Linked DNA regions of Mus musculus: region 2 is linked to region 1. The links are chromatin contacts, called in public HiChIP or PLAC-seq maps. All regions are on one chromosome and are shown on one strand. The core of a region is the stretch at or near the end of the contact, and the rest is flanking DNA. Distances in the headings are between cores, read along the strand shown.

Region 1 (4,809 bases), core at 81-2,580:
TCCACACACTCTTCTCCTTGGAAGATTCCCTAGCTCTCAGACTAAGCATCCGCTGTACTAACCTCTGTAGGTGGATCATAAGGAAGGCTAGCGTGTCCCTGTTGGCCTGGGGCAGCTCACTGACAGCCTGGTACATGGCGGCTGTGCTGTTGTCTTCATCTGTTATCTCTGTGATGACAAGAAAGCATTAAAGGTCCAGGCTCTTCCCTGGACAGCAGCTTCAAGGCTATCGACCACAAAGGCCCACCTATACACGGAGCTTCTGAAACTTCTGATGCGGTTCATGACAGCACCAGACTCTAGTTTCATTAACAGGCAGGACACTGGCCAACAGTTCAATGAGAAGTCAGAACTTCCTAAAACTCAGTTAAGAGAAAGCAGCTGGCAACCCATTTGCTGGGAAGACACACAAGTGCAGTGATAAACCATCAACAATCATAGGACACTTGAGGGCCTACTATGTACCACGTGCTATTTTTAAATGTGAGGATAACGAAACGAAAAGAGGCCTTGTTTAATGGAATAAATACTCTAATCAAAGAGCTGGTCAGGAAATGCAAAAAACAAAACACATGTCAAGCAGTATTCAGGAAAAAAGAAAATGAGCACGTGGAATGCTAAAGTAACAGGGCCTGCTTCTCACAAGATGGCCATAAAGGCGGGTTTTGTGGTTAGTTTTAAAAACTGGGTTCCAGGTAGCTTACTCCAGTCTCAACTCACTATGTAGCCAAAGCTGGTCTCAAACATCCGGCCCTCCTGCCATCCTTCCCAAGCGCTGGACTACCACGTCATGCACCTGGCTTAGGAAACGTGTTTCTAAGGACAAAATGTGTGAAGAGAAACCGGGGAGAGAGAAGTAACACAGTACAGAGATGTCAGGGGAAGCTGCTAGGGATAAGACTGCAGCAAATGGGAAGGACGTGAGGTGGGTGTGTGCTACAAATCCAAGACTCTGGGCTGGAGAGATGGCTCGGCAGTTAAGAGCACTCACTGGCTCTTAACATATACATAAAATATACACATAAAATAAAAAGAAATCCAAGACTCCAGGATTAGAAAAGAGGAAGGAGGGGCATAAAGAAAATGGTGTTGCAGACAATGACCAGGAGCCAAGTCTGCAGGTCTCTTCAACCATGTTAAAGACTGGAGTTAGTCTAAAAATGATGGACAAGCCAGTCCATGGTGGCACATGACTTTAATCCTAGCACTTGGAGGCAGAGGCACGTAGATCTTTGAGTATGAGGCCAGCCTGGGCTACAAAGTGAGTTCCAGGACAGCCAGAACTACACAATGAAACCTTATCTCAAAAAACAAAACAAAACAAAACAATGGTGGACAGAGACAAAAGGGCCACCAGTAACTCTGAGTGTAAAAGGACCACACCAGCACCACACAGATGCTATCATGTAGGGGCACAAGCAGAAACTCGACAATCTGTTAGCAGGTTCTCAACATATTCTGAGGACAGCTGAGTACCAGGACTCGTGACAAATACCAAATTTAAAGTGTATTTACAGGCTGCTAACAAGGTCTGTGGTGGAAAAGAAAGGAATCAAAGCTGGTTCTATTTTCAAAGGGACAACCTAAAACCTGACCAAGAATCAAGACCCACAGTGAGTCCTACGAAGTCTAAGTTAGTTTAATTCTTCCCTTTATTTTATGTGTACACATACGTTGCCAGCATTTATGTGGTGCCTGAGGGGGCAGAAGAGTACAGCAGATCCTTCCGGTCTGGGGTTCCAAATAGTGTGACCCACCCTTGCAGAAGCTACGAATCAAAACCAGACCCTCTGGAAGAGAAGCCAGTGCTCAACCACAGAGCATCTCTTAGCCTCTCTAGTTCAGGGAAGAAACGGCATGATGGGAGGCGAGGACAGTCACTCACCCACCCAACAGTCTGGGTACCTAGGACACTTCAGACACTGCACAGGTGGTGGAAAAATTAGTAAACTGTAAACACAGCTCAGCCCTGGATCGGCTGACGCCACAGTCAAGTTCTGCCTTCACCTGCTGCCTCCATGAAGGCTTTGCTCAGCCAGAAGGTCAGGAGGGGCTCTTTGAGGTTGCGCAGGAAGTCCTTCAGGAGGCTGCAGATGACGTGGATATCGTCCACTTTGCTGAGGAGGGGCACAGTTTTCACCTTAAGGAATTTTTCTTTCAGTTCTTTCACTGTGCGGTCACAGCCTGAGATCCTGTACAAGCCTGCCTGTTATAGAGATGACACTTACTTAGGAACTTCCAAATCACCATCGCAGACCACAAACTCACCGGGCTCAAGCTCCTCACCTCAGTCAGGCCTCGCTGCTCGATCTCATTGACACAGCTGACGACAATGGCAGGGATCATGGGAGAAGCCTGCGACACGAAGTCGGCCAGCATGCCCTGGAAGAAGGGGCTTTGTTATTTACACTGCCGAGACCGAGAGAGAAGGGCTCATGCACAGAGCTGTCACTAAACACTAGCAAAGTGTGTCAGCGTCTGAACTTCTATTCTACAAGTACGTGCTAAAACAGACTCGGGGACTGAGAGGTGGCCGGCAGCTGAAAGCCTGTGCTGTTCGCCAGAGGACCTGGGTTCACTTCCCAGCACCCACATCAGGGGGTTCACAACCACCTGTAACTCCAGCTCCAGGGGACTCTGACATCTCTGGCCTCCAGAGGCACCTAAACTCCTGTGTATATACCCTACTCATACATAGTTTAAATAATAACATTTCTGAAGAGTCTTGGAGGAGTAAGGTGCAGCTCAAGGCCTGACATGAGCATACGCCTGACAGGCATGAGGTCCTGTGGTGGGCGATGCGTGTATCCCAGCACACTGGAGATAGAGGCAGGAGGAGCAGAGTTTGAGGCCATCTACATAGAGCCTTTAGTCACTTCTGTCTTCATGCTGTGGTCTATATAACCACACACACTTTTTTTTTGTTTGTTTGTTTTTTGGTTTTGGTTTTTCGAGACAGGGTTTCTCTCTGTGTAGCCCTGGCTGTCCTGGAACTCACTCTGTAGACCAGGCTGGCCTCGAACTCAGAAATCCACCTGCCTCTGCCTCCCAAGTGCTGGGATTAAAGGCGTGCGCCACCATGCCCGGCTACACTTTTGTGAGCAAGAAAAGTCCTTTTCTTCTACTCGGGACAAGAGAAAGCCAGCCCCGAGGAGCTCACAGCCTAAGCTGGGTGTGGTGGCACAGAGGGAAGCAGATCTCTGAGTCTGGATCCTGAGCTGGAGATCTTTGAGAGCGGATGATCCCAGTATACCCCTTGCCTACTGAAGGTAACAATCTCTTCCCTCTCGAGTCTTGGCTAGGCCTACATTAGCTCTGCACTCAACAAGAAGTAACCACTACTCAGTTTCGTGCTGGCATCTAAAGCCCCGTACAGGAGCGTCAGGGCTGCTCTGTGATATGGTCTGGCAGGGAAAAGCAGCCTGGAGAAGCTCCACAGCTGAGAAGATGATGGACTTACATTTGGAATAACAGTACAGTCAAGGCACTTATTACACACAATACACAAGTTGTACCTTAGTACACAACAGCTTTGACACTGCCAGAGTTTCACACCTTCTTTCTAGTGCTAAGGACCATGTCCCATGCCTCACAACCACCTGTAACTACAGCTAGAGAGGCTCTGGTATGCACATGCACACACACACACACATACATAATAGTAATTAAATCAGTCTTTGAGTTTTTTGACTAGACCTAAATAAACTGATAATTTTTATAAAATAAAACAGGCATCGTGGCAGAGGCCTTTAATCCCAGCACTCAGGAGGCAGAGGCAGGTGGATCTCCAAGTTTAAGGCCAGCCTGGTCTACAGAGCAAATTCCAGGACAGCCAGGGAAACACAAAGAAACCCTGTCTTGAAAAAAATCAAAATATTAATAACAATAATAAGAAGAAAGAGAATAAGAAAGAATTCACCAGGTAAGATCGAGGACAAGAACAGCTTTGAGTTCACGACTGTAAAGTTAAATGGTAGGAGCCAGGGGTAGGCTATAAGAATGGCTACTGTGCATGTGTGAGATCTTCCTAGGAGCGGGGGGGGGGGGGGGGGGACGACGACGACGACGACGACGACCTGCTGTAGAAAGGTCCAAACAACATTCTGACATTTTACTATTTCTATTCATTTTTCATGGAGGGAAATTTTATTTGAGATCAATAATTTTATATATATATTTATTATTATTATTATTTTATTTTTTTTGGTTTTCTTTCGAGACAGGGTTTCTCTGTATAGCCCTGGCTGTCCTGGAACTCACTCTGTAGACCAGGCCAGCCTCGAACTCAGAAATCCGCCTGCCTCTGCCTCCTAAATGCTGGGATTAAAGGCGTGTGCCACCATGCCTGGCTTTTTTTTTTTTTTTTTTTTTTTTTTTTTTAAGATCAATAATTTTAAAATAAAAACCTGACACTATGCCTTTTACAGACAAATGGTGGTTGGCTGCCATGATACTTACCTCTCCAATCTTAACCGGTGTCCCCACCAGGGGGGGGATGCAGGGAAGGGGACATCGGTCCCGACATTCTGGATGGGAGACCAAACGACAGTCTCGACACTTCAGAGACAGCTTGCCAAACTTGATCCGCTTTCCACACGGAACACAAGATTCAGGCTTAATAACCTGAAGATACAACAGGGCAGAAGCATAGAATAATATGAATAACAGTTATTGTCAACCACATGCATCAAGCGCACAGTGTGTATGAAACAACATTTTAGGCCCATCACACATGCTAATATAATAATTCCCACCACCACAACAACAATAGCAACAACAAAAACTGTAAAATAGGTCTTGTTTTCTTCA
Region 2 (4,705 bases), core at 1,123-3,622, 240 kb after region 1:
TGTTTGTCTCTTAATGCCGATAGCGGTGCCTTTCAGTTAACACGGAAAAGTCAACTTTACTGGGTTTCGGTTTTGCTCTTTATGTCTTTGCCTATGTATTGTGTGTGTGAATGCACACGAGTACATATGTGTGCGCATACTGTATACAAGCTTATTTGTATGTATGATAGCATGTACATAGAGGTCAGAGGTCAACTTCAGATGTCTGCCTCTACTTTCAACCTTTTTGAACTCTCTCTCTTCTCTCTCTTTCTCTTTCTCTTTCTCTCTCTCTCTCTCTCTCTCTCTCTCTCTCTCTCTCTCTCTCTCCACTGCTTATGCCAAGCTAGATGGCCCACCACCAGCTTCCAGGGACTCTTGTCTTTGCCGCCCATCCTGTCATAGGAACATCAAGGTTACAGGCGAGATACTGAGTATGGCTCTTTTGAATTCTGGGAATCCAAACTCAGTTCTCATGCTTGTGTGGCGGGAGCTTTACTCGATAAACGAGTCTCAAGCTCATCACTTAAAAACCGGATATTAAATGACACAAATATTCTGAGCGTTATGTGAGGGGGGAAAGCAAAAGTGCCTTGAAGACTTGAGCTGCACTGAAAGGCATTTATGGAATAAAATCTGAAGCCGATGTTAGAGAAAGCACGGAATTAAAAAAGTAAGGTCGTGAAAATGGGAAAAGGCTGGAAATCAGTCAGTTACCTGGGGGTTACACTGAAACAGGAGGTCAGCTGTGAGTTCAAGACCAGTGTGAGGGGGGAGGGAAGGAAAGGGGAGAGAAAGAAGGGGGAAGAAAAAAAATTTTGGTATAATGTCAAGTTTAATTAGTTATAAGTAAGCAAACCTGATTCACAGCTACTGTCGAAAAGCATTTCTGCTTAGTTTCATTCCAAGTCAATAGAGGGAACATAATTCCAGCATTCCTGGGGTGCTCTGGATAGTTCCCTCCGCTCCGCCCCCCAGCGGAAAGCAGAAGCCTGCTGGTTCCTGAGGCGTTTACCGGCTGGGTTCCAGGTTTTGAAAGAGTAATTAAAGAGTGGGTGGTGGTGGCGCTTGCCTTTATTCCCAGCAGAGGCAGGTGGATCTCTGTGAGTTCAAGGTCAGCCTGGTCTACAGAGTGAGTTCCAGGACAGCCAGGGCTACACAGAGAAGTCTGGTGGAAAACAAACAAACAAACAAACAAAAGCAAACCAACAAAGGGGGAAAAAATTAGAGGCTAATGAGAGCCAAAAGCGCCATATTCTCTCAGTGGCACCTCAGCGAGCAGACGCGCAGACGCACATACGCACATACGCAAAGACGCAAAGACGCGCAGGCGCACACGGTGGCAGCAGACCCGTATCCTGATCCTGGGATCACCTTGGAAATCTGCACCCTGGGACCAAATCCCAGCTGCCACTGTACCCTTTGTCCTACAGAAATCCTCAGAGGGTGCCACCTGACGTGAACTCACATGGAACTCCTCGGGCTGTTGTCCATTTAAGAGATAGCGCCACACCTCTTTGGACTGCAAACCCACACAAGAGTCGTTAAAACTCGAAGTCTATCTTCAATGCTTATTCATTCGCTCAGCAAATATTTACTGAGCTCTTACCACACTGGGCAGGGTCTGCGGCTCAGAGTTAACAAGGTAGGCAAGTTAACAGATAGGCAAGGTCTCTCCTCTCAGGAAACGTCCATTCTGCTGGAGAATGGGACAAATGAAGGATGTGACTGGGGCAGGCAGGCAGGCAAGCGCACCAAGGGTAATTGGTGTACGGAGGGGAAGAGGCCAGAGGCTCCAGAGCCGCTCCAGAAAGCCTCCCGATGAATGACATTTGAGCAGAATGCAGAATGAGGGGGAGGATACAGGCAGCCAGCCAGGGGACAAGAGGAGGAGAATGTTCTAGGCAAAGGCCCTGAGGCAGGAATAAAATTGCTGGGGAGTGAGCTAAGAGGGAAGGACAAGATGACTAAGAGTGGCAGCCAGGTTCAAGGTGGACTTAGGAGCAGTTGGAAAGGACTTTAACTGCTATATAATACTATGGACACAAGATAAGATATATTTCATATACTGTGAGTATCTGATTGCTCACTGTGCGCACTATAGCTACAATGAAATCAAAACCCTCTTTCGCTTATAATCTTTCAAGGAAGCAATCAGTCTGAAAGCGGCAAGGAGAGAAATGAAGCAAAAATAAAATGACAGCCACGGACTCAAAAGTCAATACTAGAATATGCCTGTTGAGGTTTTTGGTTGTTTTGTTTTGTTTTGTCTTAAAGTCGCGTTTTATTTGGATTCTTAAGAAACAGGGGTGCATCAGGAATGGGGTGGGGGCGGTCTGATGCTGTGGGAACCACAAAGGCAAGGAGGCAGGAAGGGAACCGGGCGGGTCCAGGAAACAATGAATCATTTGCTGCAGCAGCGCCAGGAGGGTGGGTAGTGCGGAGAGATAAGCCGGGGGAAAGATGCTGGGGGCATCTTGACGGTCTGAGATTTAGACCGTATCCTTGGGTACTGGTTCCCTGAAGTGTCTACATGACTCTAGAACTGTTAAACGTCACATTGCCACAGGTATCCCCCAGAGATCTAGGTAGGACCTGAGAACCTATATTTGATCACCACCAGGCAGTGTGCACCAAGGCGATCCTGGAAGCCACAATTTGAAAATTCCACACTCTTGACCTTTTTGTTTGTTTTAGTGGCAACCTTGCTGGACTGAAAAGGGAGAGCCCGAAGTCCCTTGAAGGGATATTTAAGGGCTAGGGCAAAAATAAATAATTAAATAAATGAAGGCTGATGAGAGCCACAATCGATGCTGGCTTGCACACTCAGTGATTTCGAGACCCAGTTAAGATCTTGTCTCAGGAATATCAGACTGGGGGACTGGAGAAATAGCTCAGTGGTTAGGAGCACATACTGTTCCTCCAGAGGACCAGAGTTCAAGTCTCAGCACCCACATTAGGCAGCTCTGGACAGTGTGCGACACATCTTATGTATCATCTTCAAGTTTCTCTCTTACTTTTTTGAGATAAGTTCTTCTCATAGCCCTAACTAAGAGGGAATTAAAAATGAATGCTTATCTTATGTATCATTTTCAAGTTTCTTTCTTACTTTTTGAGATAAGCTCTTCCTCCAGCCCTGGCTGTCCTTGAACTCCTGATCTTCCTCCTCTCAATCAAATGCAGGAGTTCCAGGCACAAGCAACCGAGCTCAGCTCAAACAGTAACATTCTGAAAGAGAGCTCTCTACAAATCACAAAGTAAACTCGAAGAACAGCTTCTATTTGGAACAGCAGACATTGTCCAATAACTTGACATAGCAACACCAATCCTCCTGCCAGGGTGAGATAGGAGAAACACGATAGGATTTGTGGGACAGGCCAGCAGGGCTCTTCTAGCTTAGGCTATGAGCTTCCCAAGGGTCAATCTGTGGGAGTACCTCAAAGCGTTGCACCAGTTTTTATTTTAGCTTCTGAAAGTTAAAGGGCCAAAGCGATTATCTCAAGGTTCCATGAAAGCTTACTCAAGGGATCCGATCTTCCCTGGGGAGTCTGGAAGGGGAAGCAGGGTGGGGCAGGACTAGAAGTGACTCTAGAACTCTTGCTAACTGCAGCTTTACAGATTGGACTTTGGGATCGAGAGCCCAACCCTTTCCCTTTCCTCTTACAGAGACCTGTCAATGAGTGACTTGTCAATGAGTGATCACCTACTGGGAGGGTCCCCAGCTCAGTCTGCACAGAGCTTTTATCACACCACAGCCTCAACTTCTGACACTTCCCACTTTTCCAACCCACTCATTCAGTCTGGCTGGAAAGCCAACCTTTTTCCCCACGATCTTAACACTCCAAATAAATGAAAGAAGCAAAAAAACCTTAACTGTGAGGACCAAACAAAACAAAAAAAGGAGACGTGGACTGACAAAAAAGGCAAGTCACTGAAAAAAAAAAAAAAAAAAAGGAGATGGAGATGAGTGTGTGACAAATGCTTGGTGACTAAAAATTAAGGAAAGACAAGTAGGCCAGGGTGATACAATCTGTAATCCCAGCCGCCGAGGCTGCTTTGTTCACGGCCAGCGGAGTCCACGGTTCGTGACGACTCAGTTTCAGAATAAAGCGAATAAATACAAACAGATGGAGTCAATTGCATTCAAGCACTTAGTAAATTAGCAAAACTTAGAAAGTAATATTCAATCAACATTACTGACCTGACAGCACTCACGCCGGGCACTCACACCGCTGGGGGTGAGAAAGTCCTGTTGAGTCCCTGTCTTGACTTCCTTCATCGATGGATGGACAGTGCTGTGGAAGTGTGAGCTGAATAAACCCTTTCCTCCCCGACGTGACTCACTGCAGCAATAGCGATCTTAGCTGAGACAAGGCCTGAATGGAACGCAGGTTCACCACCTGAGCTGACTCTCCAGCCCTGTCTTACTTATTATTCTGAGACTCATCAGTAAGTTGTCCAGGCTAGCCTTGTATGCATTTTGTAGCTCAGGATGGCCATGAACTTGCCATCCATCTGCCTCAGTGTCGAGCAGAGTTAGGAATACAAATCTTCACCACCAATCCTTGCTTGACCGGGGCAGTAAACACCCACTAAGCTGATGGTGCAGGCTCACTACTGCGGTCTCAGCACTTGGGAGGTAGAAGCAGGAGAATCAGGAGTTCAAGGCCAGCCTGGGCTGTATGATAACCAGTCTCAACATTTAAAAAAAAATGATTATGGTTAA

What was found. HiChIP or PLAC-seq counts read pairs in DNA pulled down with a chosen protein or histone mark.
Region 2: a contact with region 1 is called in an H3K27ac HiChIP or PLAC-seq map of extraembryonic endoderm stem cells. The contact joins two enhancer-like sites. A contact is called at or near these places in 1 of 39 promoter capture datasets (cranial neural crest), 1 of 115 datasets of contacts at active chromatin or transcription factors (extraembryonic endoderm stem cells) and 1 of 9 other capture datasets (pancreatic islet).

What each region holds. Positions count from the first base shown.
Region 1 is chr15:99,624,176-99,628,984 of GRCm38.p6, forward strand. It overlaps Racgap1 (Rac GTPase-activating protein 1), which reads right to left. Exons shown (of 17, transcript NM_001253808.1): 10 at 4,459-4,623; 11 at 2,287-2,382; 12 at 2,008-2,206; 13 at 63-168. Among named protein-coding and RNA genes, the nearest start is that of Gm34765, 25 kb to the left of the region's middle. Within about 2 kb of position 1,331, at least 4 of the 459 cell types and tissues checked have an H3K27ac peak or open chromatin away from gene starts, as enhancers often do. A contact at or near this core is called in extraembryonic endoderm stem cells, where this site is marked.
Region 2 is chr15:99,864,264-99,868,968 of GRCm38.p6, forward strand. All of the region lies in intron 1 of Lima1 (LIM domain and actin binding 1), which reads right to left. Among named protein-coding and RNA genes, the nearest start is that of Lima1, 8.8 kb to the right of the region's middle. Within about 2 kb of position 2,373, at least 91 of the 459 cell types and tissues checked have an H3K27ac peak or open chromatin away from gene starts, as enhancers often do. A contact at or near this core is called in extraembryonic endoderm stem cells, where this site is marked.